3 separate regions of the Rattus norvegicus genome follow, and regions 1 and 3 are each linked to region 2. The links are chromatin contacts, called in public Hi-C maps. All regions are on one chromosome and are shown on one strand. Each heading gives the region's core, a stretch centred on a gene start, on an enhancer-like site or on the middle of the called end of the contact. The rest is flanking DNA. Distances are from core to core; before and after follow the strand shown.

What was found. Hi-C and Micro-C count contacts between places; a contact is called where the count stands out from the background.
Region 1: a Hi-C map of the A7r5 cell line shows a contact between it and region 2, with 18 times the contacts expected there. The contact joins two enhancer-like sites. A contact is called at or near these places in 10 of 12 Hi-C or Micro-C datasets (the A7r5 cell line, Schwann cells, frontal cortex and 6 more) and 1 of 1 datasets of contacts at active chromatin or transcription factors (oligodendrocytes).
Region 3: a Hi-C map of the A7r5 cell line shows a contact between it and region 2, with 7 times the contacts expected there. The contact joins two enhancer-like sites. A contact is called at or near these places in 6 of 12 Hi-C or Micro-C datasets (the A7r5 cell line, Schwann cells, frontal cortex and 3 more).

Annotation. Positions count from the first base shown.
Region 1 is chr18:57,747,673-57,751,198 of GRCr8, forward strand. Sh3tc2 (SH3 domain and tetratricopeptide repeats 2) reads left to right here. Exons shown (of 17, transcript NM_001427096.1): 17 at 1-63. Among named protein-coding and RNA genes, the nearest start is that of Sh3tc2, 63 kb to the left of the region's middle. Within about 2 kb of position 1,724, at least 12 of the 93 cell types and tissues checked have an H3K27ac peak or open chromatin away from gene starts, as enhancers often do. A contact at or near this core is called in the A7r5 cell line, where this site is marked.
Region 2 is chr18:57,972,797-57,976,530 of GRCr8, forward strand. No RefSeq gene overlaps it. Among named protein-coding and RNA genes, the nearest start is that of Adrb2, 60 kb to the left of the region's middle. Within about 2 kb of position 2,480, at least 2 of the 93 cell types and tissues checked have an H3K27ac peak or open chromatin away from gene starts, as enhancers often do. A contact at or near this core is called in the A7r5 cell line, where this site is marked.
Region 3 is chr18:57,804,999-57,808,221 of GRCr8, forward strand. No RefSeq gene overlaps it. Among named protein-coding and RNA genes, the nearest start is that of Adrb2, 110 kb to the right of the region's middle. Within about 2 kb of position 1,698, at least 6 of the 93 cell types and tissues checked have an H3K27ac peak or open chromatin away from gene starts, as enhancers often do. A contact at or near this core is called in the A7r5 cell line, where this site is marked.

The DNA of each region.
Region 1 (3,526 bases), core at 474-2,973, 230 kb before region 2:
AATTCTGCCATACATCATATGTAAATACTGTATATTATTAAATATTGGCTATTTACATTTATATACCCTTTTGTCTCCTTTATCTTGGGGGTGGGGAGAGAGAAGGTGACTCTTTTACAAAACACCTCTGTGAGTTATCTGTAACCACACACCACACCGAGTGGCTTGCAACAGCATTGATTATCTATCTCATAGTGTTTGGAGGGCAGTAATCCCAACGTGACCTCGCTGGGTCTTCTGGCTTAGGGCGGCTTACAGGACTGAAACTAAGGTGTAGGCCGGGGAAGGAGTCACCTCAGGTGCAGCTGTAGAGAGAGCTGCTTCCACTTGGTTCACATGGTTGTTGGCAGGAGTTGGCCAGTTGGTTGTTGCTGGCAGTTGGCCAGAAGTGAGCCACAGCCATGATAGCCAGGATGGCCAGGCCACCCCATGATAGCTCCTCCTGTCATCAGAATGAGCAAGGCAGAGAGGCACCAAAGAGATCAAACGAGAGAAATTATAATCAAATTGAGAAGTGGTACCCATTTGCCTTGTGCATTGTGTTCATAATAAGACAGCATCTATCGGAGTCGCTTATGGCATAGCGGTCAACTGGGATGCTCCTCAGAGAGGATCAGCTAATACAAAAGACAGGTTTGTGGTTAGCAGGGGCACAGAAGTCAGGAGGGGAGGGATCAATGAGATCATTCTAGAATTGTTTACCATTGTAACTGAGTTCTTTGGTAATGGAACTGGGCAGTGAGACAAAACTGTGTTCACTGACTAGAGTTGGCGTCAGATGATTGACAGCTGAAATGCAAATTCTGTGTCTGTACCCAAGACAACTGAATGGAACCCCCTGAAGCCCAACTCCCTATCTCTCACAAACACCCCCCAGCCATTCGAGTGCATAGCGAAGCATGAAAAATATTCTAGGACAGCTCCTAGACAGTGTGTGAATTGCTCGGTGAGCAAGCCGACCATGAACTTTTCGTTCCTGCTCCTCCTAATTCTGGTTTAGTGAGTCACATGTTTCAGGAGCACGAAGTTTGAGAGAGCAATTCAGGGATCACAAGGTGGGAGGTTCATTCTTGCTCTGAGCAGTGTAACATGTGAGGAGGTCTGGCCATCAGCCTCTTCACCTGCACATAGCTGCTTAGATTTAACTAACCAACTGGATCACATGCCTTTGTGTTTGGACTTTTCAGATGACTAGAGGTTGTCTGTGTGGTGGGGGTGGGAACGGATGGTATACTGAGTCACCATTACATCTAGTCACCAAGGTTATAGTTGTATCAACATACATACACACACACACACACACTATATATATATATATATATGTATATATATATAACACAATACACATATATATACTTATATATATGTATTTATATATACACATATACACACACACTATATATACATACATATATACATACATATACATACACACACACATACACATATATATATATACACACACACACACATATATGTTTCTTGGTGGGGGGAAGAAATTCAATCCTTGTTGGCTCTTCTCTCCTCTAGAGTGTTCCTCCCCAGAGAGGAAATGGAATTCTTCGATCTGCTCCTGTGTAAAAATGATGCAATTCTGCCCCCAGTACAAGCTGTAAAATCTAAGGAAACAGGGAGGAATGTTGTGGTTGAGGCTGGCTGGCCTAATCTCCCATGCAGAGTCCTTGCAAAAACATTCCTGAGGGATGGTCAAGGCCCTTGAGTTCCAGAGCAGTTACACATCTTATATTTGAAGAAAGCTCTCTCGGCCTGGAAGCCAAGCCCTAGCCATTGCCCATCTGACTCAAGTTACAATCTCTCCCCTTTTCTGCTGATGGCTCACTATCCTCTGGCCCGAGCTGCTGCTGTCTCCAAACTGCTCAGGCTTTTGATGTTGGTCATGGGGATGAAGACTGCTATGGAATCTTACTGTAATTAGTGTAAGTTGATGTTATCCTTTAAGCCCTACTAAGATTGGTTCCCTCAGCAGCTATAGCGGATTCTTCATTTCGAGCTCTGTAGTCATTTACAAGGAACTTCCGGCCCATCAGATCTTCCTCATGTGTACATGAAACATGCATTTGCACCTGTGTACATGAAGGGGCATTATGGGGATTTTATATTTCATTGTAAGTTTTAGCTAAAGTGTTCTGTGCATTTTGATTTATCCGATAAATTTGCCTGTAACCAGGTCAGATATAAATGATCACTGTGTTTCATAATAAATAATACCATTACACATTATATAAAGACAGGAGCCAGGCCTTTTTTTTTAAATAACTAAGACATTCTACCAGATAATTATAATATATATATATGTATATATATATATATATATTATAAGTCACTTGTTAAAACAGTTGTGAGATGTCCGTAGGAAGCCTTAAGCAAGATGGGTAGTTTCTTTTAGAATGGTGTTGATTGTCTTTTATCTTTATATTTCCCCCATTATCCACAGACATCAGAAGGGAGCAGGCTTGACCTGTGTTTTTCACAGCCATGGCTTAGGTATCCTAGCCTACTTCCCAGAACTTTCGTGGGCTGCCTGACTCCCAGCTCCTCGTCTCTTATCAGTGGCACTTTCAGGAGGACCACTTCCCCGTCCAACATCCTGAAACCAACTACCACTCTTGGGGCTTCTCTTATGCAGGCAATGTGTTTATCTTGATACAGACATTTGTATATGCACATGTGTGTGTTTATACACATATGCGTGTGTTTGTGTCTGTGTCTGTGTGTGCTTGTGCTAACTGGATGTAATGTCATTCATTTGTTTATTTGGGGAGGGAATGGGCAGGGGTGAAGGGAGAAAAATGGAACAGATCACCAGGGAATGGGAACCTTTGATTCCATGTTTATGGCAGGGAGACTCTGCAGCTCAGAGCTCTGACCTCTGAGGTCAGTCCCCTGACTGCTCCTTTCCCACGGAGTTCTTTCTGTCCTTGTCCTGCATGACCAGGTTTGGAGATGTCATCTGTGGGATGAGATCAGATTTTCATATGCCCTGATTTTGTTCTTCTTTCTATGGCTGAGTAAGCGAAGAGACAGAAGGTAATTTTCCTCCCAGGCACACAGGTAGTGGCAACACACAGCAGTGCTCCAAGGGTTCTGATGCGAGACTAGGTTGGGGGAATGAGAAGGGTTTCTGCCCTCCGGAGCCCCCTTCATAGTGTGTAACTGTGTCTCACAAGCACCTGAGCCTGAGTTTATCACCACATACAACACTAGAAGAGTCGTTTATCAAGCTATTTATACCTATTCAGTTTGGGGGTTTTGGCTGGCCCTTCTTTCCTCTTTCCCTTCATTTCCTTTGCTTATATAAATTAATTCTATAAAGGATGACTGGTATACACACACATGCACACATGCAAGCACACACATAACACACATGTGCATACCCGAACATGCACACACTCGTATACACCTATTCACATGCACATGCACATATTCACACACGTACACACACATACACAGAGTTGTAATGTTTTGTCATCCACAGACTTCCACAACTTATAACAAATATCATGAG
Region 2 (3,734 bases), core at 1,230-3,729:
ACCTCAGAGAAGCCTCAAATCATTCAGGACTGTGCTCTGGTCCATTGTCTTTGATTGGCCCAACTTGGACTAGACAGGAATACATGAAAAAGATGTCACTCAGGCCCGCAGGGTGGGAAAGTTGACAGATAGAGAACTGCTCATAGTTCCTGCCCTTCCCTCTCCCTAAACCCACTTACCTTGAGAGACATCAGTTCATAGGAGCAGAAGAGGACATTTAAAACCTGTGTCCAATGCTGACCAGTCCCCAGAGGGCTCTCAGAGTGGCCTCTGCTCATTATTTATTGCTGGACTATCTCACATGACTCTCAGGCTCCATCTCTGTCACCCCAGTCAGAGTTTCACTTGGGTTGGTTATTTTTAGAACAGTGTGACCCATTGGGGATCGTTACACCCAGTTCCCTAGTTTCAGAAAAGGGCCAGGTGACTCAGGATTTCCCATACTAGTTAAGGCCACACACATCCTACCAGAGTTGATTTGAATGTCAGCTTCAGGTAGCTGGACCAAGGAACCCTCTATTGCCTCCACCTTCCTCCCTAATGGCTTCTGCAAGGTGCCTAGCTGGCCTCTGCAAAATGACCTCTTAGGCATTGTGGATGCAGGCCAATTTTACCTTAGAAGCAGGGGCAATCCCCATGAATCTTTGCAAGTTGGTCTTTGCAAACTCAGAAACAGGCTTAGAAGGTTTTGTGTCTTTATCGGCTCTTAGACACTCACAGATGTGCACGGAGCTTGAGACAACACACACTGTTGTGAAAATTAGTAGCACATGGTGTAAAGCCCTGCTTCTACCTTTCGGGACCGCATACTGAACTTCATTCACATTGGTGCCTCCTTAGAGGAAGGCATTAGAAATGATTAGATATGGTGCTGAGTGTTGGAGGATTCTGCCTTTGGTCAGTCTGAGATTGGCCCATTTTGCTCTGTGGAGGGTGGCTTTGTTTTTCTCCAGATGTGGTTCCAAGGACATGTGATTTATACAGGTATACATAGTGCAATATCAAGAGGGCTCCAGATGTGCACTGCACTTGCGCTCTCTCTCTCTCTCTCTCTCTCTCTCTCTCTCTCTCTCTCTCTCTTTCTCTCTCTCTCTCTCTCTGTCTCTGTCTTCCCCCTTTCTTTCTTATTTTACTGTTTGATTGTTTCATACATTTCTATAATGAATAGGATTTCAGGGACTCTACAATGTGTGTGTGTGTGTGTGTGTGTGTGTGTGTGTGTGTGTGTGTGTGAGTGTGAGTGTGTGTGTGTGTGGGGGGTTCATATCTCTTCAAACTAGTCCTGCACAATGAATGGTATAACAATGGATGGTAAAATTCAGGTTGCTAATCCTCAATTTTAACCTTTTGGTTATCAACATGAAATAACATGTATAAATACCATGAGGGGTTAAGAGGTCATGGAGAGAGGAAAATAAAGGACATTTTTGGATAATTACTGCCACTTTGGCAGTCTCCTCCTATAAGAAAACACATGCTTTTATTTTATTTTTTTTATAGAGCACCACAAATAATGTTAGCATCCCTCTCTTTAAGACCTTAGTATTTAATTTCTCAAGTTCTCCTATTCAAATAGGGTTGGTTTTTTTTTTTTTAACATTCTGGCTATTTTTTGAGTCACTCTTCCTGTCTAACCATGTTTCTTTCAAATGCGACGTTATTTTAATTTGTCATGTTTAATTTACCAGGAACCATATTAGTTTGTTTAGTCTGCCATAGCAATGTATTTTAGCACCCTGGGTGGCTTACACAACAGGAATGTATTTCTTCGCTGTTTTGGAAGGCGGAAGTGCCAGAGCTATTATTGTCTTCTGAAGCTCTTCTCTGGTATTGCTGGGACCTATATTGACCTTCTTCGACACGCCCATCCGTCCACCACTCCTGCATGTACACAGTGGTTCCTCTTCTCCTTCAAGCCAATTGTATTGTGTCTTACCAATCTGACCTCTCTTAATCTTAACTACCTTTTAAAGTCCCTATCTTCAAGCACAGTCATAGGCTTGGGGTTAAAGCTTCGACAAACAAATACAGATAGAATTCAGCTCCTACAGAGGACTTACGTTCCCTCTCTTTTTGTGGTGGCCTTGATGTAGTAGCTAGTACTAATTTTTTGTGAGCTTATTTATTCATTAATTTAATAAATACTTGCTGAATATTTAATAAATCCCAATTACTGGAATAGGTACTGAAGATACAATGCCAAAGAAGGCAGGTAGGTTCCTGTCAGGGAATTAGGTACTGCTGGGAGAGATAGGGCCAAAATAAAACAATTACAGACTGAAAAGTACAAGAACAAAAATACACAGTACTTTGGTAGTAAATTAAGTGGCTAATGTTTTGAATAAGATTGTCAGGGAGGCTCTCTGAGGAGACAGTTCTCCTAGATTATGCAGAGAACAATTCCTTAACACAGAGTGATGGAACAGGAAGTAGCAAGTGCAAAGGTTCAGAAGTAGTAACACGCTCAACGAGTTGCTGCTGGTGACTAAGTGACCTTGTAACTCGTACATCTTTTTATGAGTATGGAATGAAATTGGCAGGAACAAGCCACACAGGGCCTCCTCAGCCTTTAGAATCTATTCTGAATGTGATGCAAAGTTTCCAAAGTAAGTGGTGTGTGTGTGTGACATTCTGTAGTGTGACAGAGTGATAGGAGGATATGGGTACCTAAGTGCCACAGGTGTCTACTGTTCATGCACTTTTATCAGGCAGGACTGGATGGGCAAAGGCTGCCCCCTGCTGTCCGTGTCCCTTTAAACTCATTTGAGGATCTAAAGTTCTCTCTCTCTCTCTCTCTCTCTCTCTCTCTCTCTCTCTCTCTCTCTCTCTCACACACACACACACACACACACACACACATACACACATTTAAAATCTGGATTCTGTTTACATTTGTCTTTTTGAACTTGGCTTTTGGCTTAGTTCACTTAATATGATCACTTAGTTCATTTTCCTACAAATGACACAATTTCATTCTTCTTTTATGGTTGAATAAAACTCCACTGTGTAGATGTGCAACTTTCTCTTTTATCCGGCAGGTTTGTCAATGAACAGAGAGGTTGACTCCATGTCTAGCTTATTGTGGATATTGTAGGAGTACACGTGGGTGTTCAGGTGTGAATAGTGTAGTAACACACATAGATGTGCAGGTGTGAATAATGTAGTAATACCCACGAATGTGCAGATTTCGATAGTGTCGGGATACACATGGATGTGCAGGTATCAACAGTATAGTAATACACATGGATGTGCAGGTGTGACTAGTGTTGGAGTACACGTGGATGTGCAGTGTGGGTAGTGTAGGGATACACATGGATGTGCAGGTGTGGATAGTACAGTAATACATATGAATGTGCAAGTGGGGATAGTAGAGTAATACACATTGATGTTCAGGTGTCAATAGTACAGTAATACATATGGACAAGCAAGTGTCAATACTGTAGGAATACACATGGATGTGCAGTTGTGGAGAGTATAGAAATATACATGGATGTGATGTATGTGCAGGTATTTCTATAGTTCGCTGATTTGTATTTCCTCTGGTATATAGTCAGGAATGGGATAGCCGGATCATGTGTTGATTCTGTTGTTAGCTTGCGGACTCTCCACAAGTTCCTGTACTAGTGTACATGCCCATTAACAGTCTGTATGTGTTCCCGCCCAAGTCCTGACAACACGAAGTGCCAAAATCCTCCAATCATGTTTCCAAATACACACAAATATTTTCCTTAATG
Region 3 (3,223 bases), core at 448-2,947, 170 kb before region 2:
ATGCCAATGTTTTATTAGAAGGTATTAATTGTGCAAGGTAATGGATTTCATTGAGATTTTGCTGCATCTCTACGTTTTGCCTTGGGAAGAGATATGTGGGGGCAGGAGAAAGGGCAGAGCTGGGGTCAGCATGTGAAGCTTTTAGTTAGATGACGTTATGATCCACACCTGAAATCCCAGAACCTTGAAGGCCAAGGAAGGAGGATTGGGAGTTAAAGGCAAGTGAGAACTTGTCATTGACAACAAACGGCGAAAGACAACATGGCTGCCTATGTGGTGGCTCATGCCCGTAGTCCCACTACTTGGGAGGATGAGGCAGGAGGAGGATAGACGTAAGTTTCAGGCTAGCCTAGGCATGATTGAGGTTCTCTCTCAAAGAGCCAAGAGCCAAGCAAATAAAGACCCAAGTCTCCTAACCAAACTAGAGCAGTGGAAGTGTTTGCCACAGAAGCAAACAAAGTTGCTTAGCACGAGCGGGATTTATAGAGTAATTCTGAGTTACAGCCTTTCCTTCTCCTACAGACCAACTCCAACAAAAGAGAAAGCTGCTATATCCAACACATATACTCACATATATACAGTCACACGAAGACATAGAGGCACACACATGTACAGTCACATACGCACACTCACACATAGACACGTGTGCATACAGACACACCCTCACATACACACACACAGATACATGTACATACATGTACACATAGTCACACACACAGAGACAAACATATTCACATACATATTGTCATACAGTAGAGACACACATACACACAGACCTACACAGAAACACATACAGACATACAGACACACATATCCATACACACAGAGACACACATACATGCACACACATATACACAGACATACAGGAACACATACCTAGAGAGATAGACATACACAGACATACACATATACATACACACATATACATACATACACATAGACACACATAGACATACATACAGAGACACAGATACACACGCAATTTTAAGGACTTGACTAACACTATTGTAAAACTGGCAAATTCAAAATCTAAAGAGTGAGTAGGAGGTGGAGATTTGGGGAAAGGTTGGTCTTATCATTTGGGTGGAAAGCAGCCTGCTGGTGAATTTTTTTCTTTAAGGTACCTGGGTCTGTCTGTCTATCATCTTCCCTGCCTGATCTATTTATCATCTACCTATTAACACCTTCAAATGATTAGATGAGGCCTGCCAGTATTAAATAGATAGTGTCTGCCCACAGAGATAGTAATCTGCTTTAATTAGAAACCTATTGATTTTAAATTTTAATTTCACCTAAGAGAGAATACCTTCATAACCTCATCCAGAAACATTTAACTAAATATCTGGGTATTGTGGCCTGCCCAGTAGGTACAAATTAACCACTGGAGTATACAGATGTACACATAGAACTTACAGCAGGGCACATGCTGTGGGCCAGGCACTGCTCTCTTATTGAATAAGTCCTAGCTGTGATTGCAGTACAGTACCCACCAGTCAACCAAAATAAATGGTGGTTTCCAACACAGAAGGCTACTGTGAACAGAGATAAAGGGGGTGTGAGCAGTGTAGGTAACACAGGCAGGAAGGGTCAGAAAAGCACTCGGGCAATTATTTAATCTCCCCCCGTGTCATACAGAGTTAAAAATAGGGCTTACTTCATTCACAGAGTGCTTAACAAATATTTGTCAACTGAGTCAACGTTGAACAAATCACCAAGGCTGTCTTCAGAGCGGCAGGAGACAGTCTACCGAAAGCCCCTCACACGGTGCCTGATTAGTGATGGGACTTCCTCCTGAACCCTATAGACACAGGGCTATACATAGACATTCTGGGATGCACCTCACAGGGATCCCCAGTACAGTGTGGCCCCCCAGGAAGCTCTTGTTTCTAAAGGTAGTGACTGGACATCAGTCTCCCAGGCCTGAGTCAAGGCCTGTTTTTTTTTTTTTTTTTTTTTTTTTTTTTTTTGCTTACTTCTCAGCAGCATCCTGGGGCAGCCAGTTCTCTGCGGCTCCCAGAATGTTGTACTTGGAGCCCTGGCTATAATGAGTCTTGGCACAGAGACATCTCTGAAGAACCAGGTAATGTGGTCTGGAGCCGGCTGAGTCCCTACCTCTGTGCCAGCATGCCCTGCCAGCAGCTCTGCTAGAGTCCACTCACTGCCTCTCAGAAGAGAATAGCTGCCTTCTCTCCCTAAACCCGTACCTCCCTAGGGGCACCATCAATTAGGCTAATCAGTCCCTGCTCTCCTAAAACAAACTGCACCATTGATGGGATTAATCTGAGCACAAGGACAACAGGGATACTAGAAGTCATTAATAGCTCATTCATCCTTCAACGAGAGTTGATGTTGTGTTAATAGGAGAAGCTCAGTTCTGACACGGAACAATAGTGTGACCTTTGGTCAACTTTTCCCATCCCTCTTATGACCGAGCATCTTCACCTGTGCCATGGGTGTGGTTTTAAAGGAAAGAGCGCTGAACTGTATAAACGCCGTTCCTGGCTTTGTGAAGTTTGTGTAGTTTTGAGCACAGAAGACGACCAATGAGCGGATGAAGAAGTTTAGAGACTCACAGATTCGATGACACACTCTCTGACGAGTATTATAAAAATATAAGCCAAGGGTGTGCTGTGTATAGGGGACAGATATCTGAGGGAAGCAGTGATAGTCGTGCTGAACGTGAGGGCGGGAGGGGTGTGAAAGAAGGAATAGGGATAAGGACATACATGTGTGAAATCTTTGACACACAAAGAACATGGAATAGTCAGGCATGAGGATGGGAAAGGTTAACGTGGCTAGAGCAGAGAGGGAAAGCCAGCAGACAGTAGCTCTTACACAGTGCCCACTCCAGATCATGCACCACCCTGACTGGTCTCTACGGTTCCTTATCCGATCATCCCAGCAACCGTAGGACACAGTGCAGCCTAGATCAGATCATGCACACATCTCACATTTCTTTCCTTCTCTCTTTCCTTCCTTTCTTCCTTCCTTCCTTCCTTCCTTCCTTCCTTCCTTCCTTTCTTTCTTTCTTCCTTTCTTTCTTTCTCTCTTTCTTTCTTTCTTTCTTTCTTTCTTTCTTTCTTTCTCTCTTAGTGGATAATTTTTATTTACATTTCAAATACTATACCCTTTCCTGGTTTCCCTGTCCATAAGCCCACCTATCCCATTCTTCCTCCCACTTCTTCTATGAGGGTGTTCCTCCACCCAACAACCCACCCCTTCC